2 separate regions of the Gossypium hirsutum genome follow, and region 2 is linked to region 1. The links are chromatin contacts, called in public Hi-C maps. All regions are on one chromosome and are shown on one strand. The core of a region is the stretch at or near the end of the contact, and the rest is flanking DNA. Distances in the headings are between cores, read along the strand shown. Region 1 overlaps LOC107912640 (chitin elicitor receptor kinase 1). Region 2 holds the start of LOC107912644 (fatty acid hydroperoxide lyase, chloroplastic).

Region 1 (6,512 bases), core at 2,263-4,762:
TGTACTTTCTTTTTCTCATGCTTCGAAGGCAGATATCTTTGAATAATTGTTTTTCATTAACTAGAAAACATTTCTTAAATGTTATTTTTATCTGAGTCTAGAAAACATTTTCTTAATATTCTAGGTGCGGCCCATAGGCCTTAAGCCGAGGGCCAGATTTTTGTTCTCTGTAGTTCAATGAGTCAGAGGAGTTGTCTATATCCACATATGGCACAGTTTTTCATGCATTATTTGCCCTAACTCTTATTTTCCTTAATGTTAAGAAACTTAATACAGATAATTGGATGGAGTTTATGGTATCATGCAGAATTATATTCTCACTGAGTCTACTATACATATCTTTGCAGTCGTGACAATGCACAAGTAATTAAGTTGTTTAACTTTTCAATCATTATAGTGGAATTCATTGGCCATCCCTTTTTTCATTTATAAGTTTTTCTTCCTTTATAAACATCCTCTTTCATCTATGACCTTCTATAATTCCTATTTTGGTTATTTATCTTCAAAGTGAATATTAATGTGTTTGTCCAATACAGGTGCGTTTAATTGGATACTGTGTTGAAGGCTCTCTTTTCCTAGTGTACGAATACATTGAGAATGGCAATCTAAGTCAGCATTTGCGAGGCTCAGGTGAGGTTTCTTACGCAGAAACTATCCCAAATGCAATTGATTCAGAGCAGCACTAATGGGATTCTGTTGTTTATTTCCAGGCAGGGAGCCACTTCCTTGGTCTACTCGAGTGCAAATTGCCCTCGACTCAGCCAGAGGTCTTGAATATATTCATGAGCATACTGTCCCTGTTTACATTCATCGGGACATTAAATCAGCTAATATATTGATAGACAAAAAGTTCCGTGCAAAGGTTATTCATTCCTGATCTCTCATCAGGTCGACTGTTTGAAAGCTTCTTGTTATAATTGCACTTTAATCAATTTTTAACATCAATGCAGGTTGCAGATTTTGGATTAACAAAACTGACAGAAGTTGGAAATTCATCCCTACCCACACGTCTTGTTGGGACATTTGGATACATGCCACCAGAGTAAGATAAATTTTGTTCTTATTAATTCCAAGTAATTTGTAACTCGTTAGCTGCTGTTGTTTAGGACCAGCCATAAGTTCAACAACTGGCTAGACTAATTGTCTCCTCCTCAGTAGGTTTATAGGCCAATGATCCTTTATACAAAATATTAGCTGATTTGGTGTGTCTACGTTGGTATCTTCGTTTTCCACAAAATTGTTCTAATTAATTTGAAGTAATTTGTAAGTTACTAGCTATTGTTGTTAAGGACAGGCCATAAGTTCAACAACTGGCTAGACTCTCCTATCCAGTAGGTTTATGACCATAGAGGCTAATGATCCCTTATACAAATTACTAAGCTGCATGATATGTCTACCTTCGTATCTAGTTTAATGTTAGCAACTTAGCAGCAACTGCTGTTAGAGACCAAATATTTTGTAAATTGCCTCTAGTCAATGAATTTGCGACTGGAGGAGCTTCAGATAGTTTGCATAATATTTGGCTTGGATATTGTAATTCATAATCTTCTAAATTAAATCAAACAGAAGTAGGCATAGGAACCGAAACCTATAGAATTACTTCGGCTAGGTTTGATTTTCTAAGTTGGTCTTTAACTTATGTTATGTATGACTCGTATTTCAATTCTGTTTTTTTTTATAAAAATAATATTAAAGAATTAATTCATTACAAAAATAGATGTTTGCTACTGTAGTTTTGAGTGTTGCCTAATAAATTGTCGGTACCGTGAATTTTTTTAAAAAATTTGACAGAAAAAAAAAAGAAAAAAAATTGTGGTGCCGTATGATATATTAACGGCACCGGTAAATTTTTAAAAAAATTCTGATAGCAAAAGAAAAAATGAAAAAGTGAAAAAAAAAATTAGTTTGTGGCTCCAAGACAATAGCTTTTTTCCATCATTTAATGCCTTAATGGTTTTTCCATGCATTTTAATACCTTAACAACTTCTTCTTTTTGTTTTGCCGATTGAGTCTTAACTTGATTGATATAAACATTATCCTAAATTTAGGAGGACATGGGTTTGAGTATGCTGAAGCGCATTAACCTCTTATCTATAGATTGAGGCGGGGTTATTAGTAGTAGTTCTAGGCATTGTGTCAAAAAAGAGCAGATATTATCAATACATATAATGAGGTTGTTAAAAAAGAAACAATTTTTTTTAAATCAAGGGTGCCGCCAATTAAAACAATATTTTTTTTTACTTTTTCTACTTTTTTTTTTCTTGTCAAATTTTTTTATTTCATTGATGTCGCTAATATGTCAAGCAGCATCCAAAATTATTATAACAAATATTCCATTTTTCGTAATTAATTTGTTCTCTCACTTTATTTTTGTAATTAATTAATTTTTTAATATTATTTTTATAAAAAAACCGTAAAAGGGGAATCCAAAAATGGTTTAAATGATTGTGAATCAACTTAGAAGACACAAACACCCACTTGGCCGAAAAAAAAAAAAAACAGACACCCATTAACAATTGGTAGTGAGGTTGTACAACAAAAAAGGGGGAGGATGTAGAACATAGTTCTGCAGCATTATAGACATGAATTAGCTTTCAATTATCATGCTTTCTAAAGCCAGATGCTATTGACAGAAAACACTAATTCTCTTCTTTATTATGGAAACGAACCAATTACTATTTTTTAACCCCTAGGTTGTCCAGTTCATATTTATTACATATGGGATAAAATCTAAAAATTTGGTAGTAAAGAAGCTCTAGAAAAAACAAGAAAAAACTTTCTTAATTAAAGCCTTGTTTGCTTCCTAAGAAGCGGGTATGCCACCAAGGAGTTTGCCATCTTTCTTTAAGGTTGGTGTTTTAAAAAATGGACTAACTTTATCCATTTTGTCTGCAGATACGCTCAATATGGTGATGTTTCTCCTAAAATAGATGTATTTGCCTTTGGGGTTGTGCTGTATGAACTGATTTCTGCTAAAGAAGCTATTGTCAAAGCAAATAGCTCCCTTGCTGAATCGAAGGGTCTGGTTGCTCTGGTTAGTATCGTTTAAATCCCTTTATTCCAATTAATGAATAGTGGTGACAGATGAGCTAAATTCCAAAGGTACTTTTTTTTTTTGGTTACAATTGGAATGTGATTTGAGCAAAAAACATTAAACATTAAGATGCTATACGCATATCTTGAGTAATTCTTTTAGGAAATCAATTTTAATAAATGGAGACCCTGGTTAATATTTTCTCCTTGTCTCCTTGTGCAGTTCGAGGATGGTCTTGATGAGCCTGATCCTAAAGCAGGGCTGTGCAAACTTATTGATCCGACGCTTGGAGATAATTACCCACTTGACTCTGTATTCAAGGTGAGAGCAGTTCCTGGGGAAATTATATGCATGTGGATTTTCTTTCACGATTTTGATATGACAAAACAAAGGTGGCTGTTTTTATATTGCAGATGGCTCAGCTTGCCAAAGCTTGCACCCAAGAAAACCCTCAACTACGACCAAGTATGAGGTCAATAGTGGTTGCCCTAATGACTCTTTCGTCCACAACAGAGGATTGGGATGTTGGTACTTTCTACGAAAATCAAGCTGTTGTCAACCTTATGTCTGGACGATAGATCAGCGAACAGGAATGAATGGTAGTAAGACCTTTGTTGCTGTGAATTACAGCTCTTTTCCTAATGGAAACACCGAGATTTACTTCTTGGCATTTCACACTAAAATTGAGATCTATTTTTGCAAGATATTCTAATGATGCCATTTGTTTTTAGTATATATAAGATAAAAGTGTATTATAAGGGTATAGTAAAATGTTTTAGAAAAAGACACTTATCCTTGTTGAATTGATAAAATCTCAATTATAAAAAGACACTTATCCTTGTTGAATTGATAAAATCTCAATTATAATCATAAATTTTTTATTTATACTTTTTTGTCATCTTAAAAAATTTCCTTATTAATGTGATTTTCAAGATGTATTGCATATGTTGAATATAAAGTGGATTAGAATAACATTTTTTTAGGGGAGGAGAATTGGGTTGTTCATTTTGAGCCCTTTATTTAATGTTAATTAAGATTTCAATTTATGTATCCGTTTGGGTTTTTATCAAATATAATTCAGCATTCTCACTTCCAAGGATTTTATACTTTATAAGGAGCTTAGGTTAGAAGGACTAGTAACTGGTCAAATAACTGTTCTTTTTTTTTTAATTTGGACCAAATTAATTTGATATTTAAAAATAAATAAATAAAATTAATATGATCCTAATTGTTACTTAAAAAATATATAAAAAAAACATAAGTTTTATGGTTAATTCCATCCAAAGTCTCTAAATCAGGAATCTAGATTATATTTATATTCAAATTTCAAAATATTTTAATTCAATCTTTAAATTATAAATAACATTTCAAATAATCACTCTAATGAATTTTCAATTAGATGTTAATTATGTGCCAACATCTTACTAAAACATCCTTTTATCTTTCGTACTTCCCTTTTTTTTTCCTTTTTCCTTTTATTACTACTCCTTTATACGTTTTTTTTTCATAAATAAATACAAATAGAAATAAATAACATTTCATCTTTTGCTTTGCTCAATGACAGTGTCAGCCTCCAAGTTGGCTATCACCTGCCTTTTTTCTCTCTCATCAACTTTTTTCTTCTTCTTCTTCTCATTCATTACCATCAACCCTTTTCTTCTTTCTTTTTCTCATTCACTACATATGGTTTTTTTTAGTTCGCAGATATATTTTGTGGGTATCTTTGCTGTCTTCGCAAGTTGTGATGGACAAATAACGATGTCTGTCGTCAGCTAAAACTCCACTGGCCACCAGTAGTTTTTTCCGAAAAGTGGGTGACTCTTCGTCAACTTTTTAACATGTTTCTAAAAGTATTTTAGAATAAAAAATGATTTCACGTGTCGATTTGGATATATGTGGTATGTTTTTTGTTTTATCATTGTTTAATAAATCTTCAGCTTTAGAAGCTTTTGTCTGCTATTGTAGCACTTTTCTTGGTCTTGCTTATGCATGTAATCTTAATTTTACAAGTGATTTTAGGGAGATTTTGTTGTTGTCCTCTCTAGTTTGGTGAATGCTCGATTCTTTTGTCGATTTTTTGCTTGCCACTTTGGACCACGCGGGATTGATTTCCTTATCGTATTAAGCGCTTGCAATCACTCCAGATATGTAGTACTTGAGTTATGACAAAGTCAATTGTTAACGTGTCATAATGTTCTATTGATACTTAGGCTAAAGCCTTTGTTGTGTTGATGGAGCTTGTCTTTCACGATACGAGTGTTTGATAATTTTTCTCTGAATTGTATGGTTCCATTAATTGAATAAATTAATGAATTTACCTTTCAAAAAAAAGTGTTTATATTTGGTTAAATTATGCTATTACTCTCTACACTTTATAAAAGAATTTTTTTAATTTCTATACTTTACTTTAGTTATGTTTAGTTCTTGTACTTTTTAAATATTAAAACTTCAGTTATCACCAAACAATAATTGTTAAATTCATTAAATTAAGTTATGATATTTCGAATTTTGTTGCTGATGCGGTCGTTGAAAGCACCAAAAATATTCTATCCCTAATAAATAATGAAAAAGAATAGTAAAAGGAAAGTAGAGTCAAATCCTCAGGGACTGGATTTGCACAATATCTTATTCCGTGAAATCCCAGGCAGAATCTTGCCCAAGAAAACCTACATTCCTGAAAAAAAATAAAAAATAGCAGAATTAAAGGTTTGGAATTGGAAACGAAAAATAAAAAAATAGAATTAAGAATATTGAATAAAAAATTTGAGGAATTAAAAATAGAGTTGAGAGAAAGGAAATTCTTATGGGAGATTCCAGCCTCCAGTTGTCTTGTTCCGCATTGGGTTCAATCCTCGGCTTTTAGATGATTCTTCCCAAATCAAATAAGCCAGTTATAGTGGAAGAGGACACCTACGACCACCAGCTCCAAGGATTTAGACTTACGATTTGGCGGAACCTGACTCTAGCCAACAATCGCTTCTGTGGGATCGTCTTATGCTAGATCAACACTTCTCAATGGCAAATCCCACGCCATTTTGTCTCTTGGGCTCGCTAACCTTTGACGCAGTAAGCTAACAAACTGACTGTGCTACCTTTTCAAAACATACAAAGTGGCCGCCTTTGCATACATTGAAAAGCTTACTTCTTAAGGGATATGGACGGAAGCGTCAGCCCCGTAGTGTGGAGAAACGATGAATACTCGTTAAGAAGGCTAAGTACGGATTCTAAGCCTCGTGAATCCTTTTGGGGATTTTTGACAACCTTTGGCTAGATAGATTTAGTGGCTCATGGTTGTGGTGGAAAAGAAAATAAATAAAATAAAAATGGAGATTTTATTGAAAAAAAATATGAGAAGAATAAAAGCCTAGACTTTTAGAGAGAGTGTTTACAGAAAAAATAAAAGATGGATCTCTTTTGAGTCACTTTACCCCCTATTTATAGTGCTAGGGGAGATAGTCTAATCCTACTTAAATTCCTA
Region 2 (5,765 bases), core at 2,512-5,011, 85 kb after region 1:
AATTAATATTTACAATTTAGTCATTTTCATAATCTAACCTTAATTCCTATCAATTTCACCCAAATTCATCCAATTCTCAATAATGGCAACTTTTAAAAGCTTTAACAATTCCACAAATTGGTATACAGGCTAGTTAAATTAAGCTTCCATTACCTAAAATCTATAAAAATTACAAGAAAATGACTTGAATTTCATACATAAATCAATGACTGAATGCTTAAAGTACTTTGAAGCTTTCTTAGGTTTTATATAAATGGTGGACGATAGAAGAAATGAGAAAATTGGTGCAATTTCCACTAACTTTCTCTTTTATATAATAATTAACCATTAATTAATCTTGATTAATTTAATTAAATATAGTTTAATTAACATAATTAACATTTAATCACAATTAGTGGAAGATGTCATCATCATGCACTATCTCCTATTGGAAAATAGTTTATTTACCATTTTTAACCTTTGATTAATTGTTATTTAAGTCCCTAAGCCTTTTGTAAATTAAAACTTGATAGCGATTGAACTTTTACATTTTAGTTCCTGGGTCTTAATTAACTATAATTTTGGCTAAATTACTGAACCAAATTTCAATTCATCTATATACTAGCCCCATAAATTTTCCTATTTAATATTTATGAAAACGGGGTTCTGAAACCGTATTTTTTGACACCATTGGAACCGAGTCATACACCAAAGTCCCTACTTGCCCCGTTTGGCTACACCCCTATCAACATCCATAGGTTTCAAGTTCTTTCATGGGAAATGCAACTGTCATTTTTTTAACCCAATATTTATCAATACAAAAAATGCATCTAGTACAGATTCAAGGACCTTGACTCTTACGGTGTTGAGTTGAAGGTAAAGCAAATCAATATATCTTATTTAATAATGATGGTTGTGTAACACCCCTTACCCAATTTGGTCGCCAAACCCGAGTTATAAAATGCTAGGAACAAATATCAAACAATTACATGCAATTTATTTATCAAAATCTCAAATAAATATCAATTTATCACATAGGAGCAAGTATGTCATGCTCTTCAATCTATTTTGGATTTATAACGAGCATATGGAAGGTTAAAAATAATTCGATATTAAACAATGATCAATTTGAAAATAGGGGTCACGCGACTGTGTCCCTTGACTGTGTCAAATGGTCAAGGCCGTGTAGGTCAAATGTGTAAATATTCAAAAATACATCACACAACCATGTCCCTGGGTTGTGTAACAAACTTTGGCTGTATGCACCAAAAATCAACCAAAACCTACAAGCCACACAATTGTGTCTTAGGCCGTATAGGGCACACGGCTGTGTGCTAAGTCGTGTGTACCTAAAAAATACCTTTCAATTCAATCCATTCAACCTACATTAACTTAAGCAACAAGCATCCATTTAATCACATCCAAACCAATTCAAAAGCATCAAATTCAAACCAACATCATCATTTATAACAACCAACCTATGTGCTTAACCAATATGCCACATTGGCACCTCAATCAATAATCCAAAATAAACTAAAACATTATGTGCATACCATTTCAATATGTCCTCCAAGGCACCTCAAACTATGATTCAATTAACACCAAACTAACCATTTGAAACAATCTCAAATTGACTCCTATTCAACTTCATTCCATATACACCAAAACTACCAAACCATTTCAAGCATAATATAGGCATAAGAGTCACTTTTTGCACATCTATTTTATAACAGCTTACCTAGTTAGAAATTAAGTTATCAACTATACAATCCAAGTACTCAACCAAATACCATTAACATGATCATTGCCATTACTTATACTACACACACACATAAATATATTTGTATACATATAATTTCTCAAAATACCAATACAATCCATATAAACATAAGACATCCTAGGTACATGCCAATACTAAAATGAACACATCACCAACATGTGAGTTCGGGATTTGTCACTAGATGCTAAGTCGACGTAATTGTAAGGTATCTAACTTGTGTACAGAAAACAAAATCGTACGCTGAGTATAACTTAGTGGTATTTCTATAATCGAACATTAAAACATAATATAAATTCTATAACGCATTTTAACATGTTAATCTAGAAATCCTATTACATCACCTAATTTTTAACCTATTTACAAATCTTAAACCGAGCTATTATAGTTGAAGCATATACATTTTTCTCTATCTCAATCGAATTGATTAGATCGTACAAAACCAAATCCATAATTCCAAGCTTATAAATTGATATCCATTATCCACCATTGTTTCAATTTCATTTATACTCAATTTCTCAGTTCTATAATATAATTTCATCAACCAATCACTAAATCACATATGTGACAGCATAATTCATCACTAGTTGAACTCAAATGCACAATTATAACAATATATCATATTTTTAAATTTATTCAATTTAGTCCTTATCACAAACAACTAATTTGAATCGGTTCAATTCAACTTGTCCTATCACTTCCAGCTTACCTTATGTTATTACCATGTAGTGCAGCTCGTGAATGCAACAATTGAAAATATTCGGGTTATAAAAATACAAACCGAAAACTCTGAGCTATTCGTTGACGGTTTTGTCTTTTCCTTTCTTTTTCGAGGAATTCGAGTCAACGTTAGCTACAGATTAGCATAAACATATAAAATTGTCAATACACAACCATTTTCACAATCAATTGCTATTTTATACAAGTTTTATATTTTATTCAATTTAGTCCCTAAAATCAGGACTAAAATAACTTTCAAATTTAATCACCAATTTGTATACCGATTTCACTCTAGGCCTAATTTAACTTCCTATTTCTCATTTCTACCCCAAATTTTGAAATTTGCGCAATTTAGCCCATATTGCACAAAATCATCAATTGACTTTACAATTTAGTCTTTTTTCAATACTAAACTTAAAATCTATCAAATTGGTCCCTAAAACTTTAAATATTCAACAATAGTAACATCCTCAAACTTTAACGGTATCATAAAATATGACATGGTTCAATTAGCTTGAGCTCCTAGGATTTTGAAAACATAAAAATTACAAGAAAGTGACTAAATTGACCGATGTTTTGAATACTCTTTATTTTGGTGCAATTTTAGATTTGGGGTTAAAATTGTTAGGACCAAAGGAAAAACATGAAAAAGAAATTAAAATACAAAATCAAAATGGGATTATGTGGGTTTTTTACAAAATTATTATAAAAAAATAAAAAATAACCAAAATATTATAACTTTTTTTATTTACAAAAATATTATAAAATTTTTTTATTTACCAAAATATACAAAAAAAACAAAAAACAGAAAAAAAACCTGACACAGCCTGATCAGGTCAATCACATTGGAGGCACCAAAGGTGCCAATGAGATTAGCAGCACCAATGGTGCCAAAGGACTAAAATGTAACTATCTGCAGTTTTAAGGACTTGACGTGTAAATTTACCATTTTTTTCTTGTTCTTTTTCTTTTTCTTTTGTAAGGAGACACATTTTTCTTGATTAAAATCAAAGGACCAAAAAGTACATATAGTTTTTATATATTTAAAATCTAGTCTTTTATTTTTAATTTTATGAATTTAGCCCTTTTACTTTTCAAATTTAAAAATATAAATTTCATTATAATGTCATTTTTATATTACACAATTAATAAGTGAGTATTTTTTTTATTAAAATATTGTATCAATAAATTTAATAAACAAATTTAATGTGTTAATAATTAGACTTAAATTTTTAAAATTGAAAAGTAAGAATAATAAATTCTTAAAAATAAAAATGTGGAGGGACTTGCAACGTGAAAGCATTCACTAGTAAAGTATGGGTGTAAAACGAATATATGCAATTAATACAAGAGGTTGAATAGTGTATATAAATCCAAGAAATCTCATTATAAGCACCGTGTCATTATAACCTCTGATTTTTTTCTCCCTCTTTTTTCCCATTATCCAAACAAAACCTTCTTACTTAATTTTCCAAAATTTCCGAGTAGCTCATGATGTATCCCATCCAAATTTAGTCATTTCCCTACTTACAAGGTAAGCTAATCCTGTAAAGGCAGAATTGTGGAGAATAAAAGAGACACAGTAAACACTCTAGCTACTGCTCCATGGCCATGGCAACGGCAACCATGATGATGAGTAGAATGATGAATATGCCACCGTCATCGTCATCGTCAACACCATCATCTTCTTCTTCGCCGTTGGCAACTCAGTCAATGTCAACACCATCATCACCATCTTCATCAAGGCAAGCAAGCAGCCTCCCACTCCGTACAATACCAGGATCCTACGGGTGGCCTTTGGTAGGACCGATATCCGACCGTCTAGACTACTTCTGGTTCCAAGGACCAGACACCTTCTTCCGGTCGAGAATGGAGAAGCACAAGAGCACGGTTTTCCGTACCAATGTTCCCCCAAGTTTCCCTTTCTTCCTGCGAGTGAACCCCAACGTCGTCGCCATTGTTGACTGCAAATCATTCGCTCATCTTTTCGACATGGAAATCGTGGAGAAAAAAGATGTTTTGTTAGGGGATTTCATGCCTAGCGTCGGCTACACCGGAAATACTAGGGTTTGTGCTTATCTCGATACCTCTGAGCCTAAACATGCCCAGGTACGCTTGCTTTTCTCAATTTTTTTCCCTTCAATATTCACTTAAAAACTCTACCTGATTCAACAATTTCTTCCATGATTCTGGGTCTTTTTTTTTCCATTTTTTATATAAAAGGAAAAAAAATCACAAGTAAGCAGAGAGTTTTTTAAATATTTGAAGATCAGGTTTTGACTCTGATAAATATATTTATTTAATAATAATTAAAGAAAGGAGAAGGGATGATTCTTCCTAACTATGAATCATTTTCCCTTTGAAAGTGTTTTTTCCGTGCCGATTTTTAGTGGGTTTGGATGGGGGCAATTAGACGTGTTTAACTTATTTTTTATCTCACCCTATAGTCACTATTATTTTTTCACTAATCACACCTAAATACATCACCATTTGTAAAAGAAGACAAAAATTACTTGCCATGAAAAACAACAAAAAGCTTAGGCTGTTTTTAGGACGCCCCCACTGCGGGTGGACCAAAGGAGTGGTTGCTGTGAGGGGACCACATATTTATGGCTTGTCCTGTCCTTTAGTTTCTTCTGCGTACAAATTAAAACACTAGATCAAGATGGATTCTTAATTGATTGGATCTTAAGAAAGTTCAAAGAGAAATAGACAAGGCAGGAAAACTAAATAATATTTCCAACAAAACACGTTGATTTAATTCATTAATAACATGAAAAGTATTATTAATTGATTGGTTAATCCTATAGAATTTGAGATTTGGTCTTTTTACTTTAAAAGTTAAAATTTCAATATTTCTACTTTTTCAATTTAAAATTTTTAGTCCCAATTATTATTATTCTCTAATAGATTCTATCAAAATTTGTTAATTAAACATGTTTATTTTCTGTCAATTATATACTATATTATGTGAGGACAACTTAATCAAAATTTTAAGTTGACAATTTTGACAAAAAATACTTATAATTTTAATGATTGGATTAAGATCTTTAAATGAAAAAAATTAACTTTTTAAATATAAAGATTAGATCTCAAATATTGTCAAAATAGAGGGACTAACAGCATATTTTAACCTTAATTAATTTTTTTAATTTTATTCCTTTGTAAAATTAAAAAAAAAAAAAACACGTTTAGGAATATGGAGAAAGACCGGAACAGCAGCAATCATTGCTGGTATTGGGATAAAAATAATGAATTTAGCAAAAATAAACAAATACTAAGAAAGGTA

The links. A called contact is a pair of places that touch in the nucleus more often than the background predicts.
Region 2: a Hi-C map of leaf shows a contact between it and region 1, with 2.6 times the contacts expected there. The contact joins the promoter of LOC107912644 here to the enhancer-like site in region 1. A contact is called at or near these places in 3 of 34 Hi-C or Micro-C datasets (leaf and seedling).

Annotation. Positions count from the first base shown.
Region 1 is chrD11:16,911,394-16,917,905 of Gossypium_hirsutum_v2.1, forward strand. LOC107912640 (chitin elicitor receptor kinase 1) reads left to right here. Exons shown (of 13, transcript XM_016840914.2): 7 at 537-630; 8 at 711-862; 9 at 951-1,042; 10 at 2,896-3,034; 11 at 3,257-3,355; 12 at 3,448-3,633; 13 at 4,732-5,352. The coding sequence ends at 3,612. Among protein-coding and RNA genes, the nearest start is that of LOC107912640, 7.1 kb to the left of the region's middle. Within about 2 kb of position 3,513, at least 5 of the 9 cell types and tissues checked have an H3K27ac peak or open chromatin away from gene starts, as enhancers often do.
Region 2 is chrD11:16,996,545-17,002,309 of Gossypium_hirsutum_v2.1, forward strand. It overlaps LOC107912644 (fatty acid hydroperoxide lyase, chloroplastic), which reads left to right and starts at 3,762. Exons shown (of 2, transcript XM_016840918.2): 1 at 3,762-4,585. The coding sequence starts at 4,082. It overlaps LOC121223798 (a long non-coding RNA gene), which reads right to left. Exons shown (of 2, transcript XR_005921173.1): 2 at 3,849-5,112.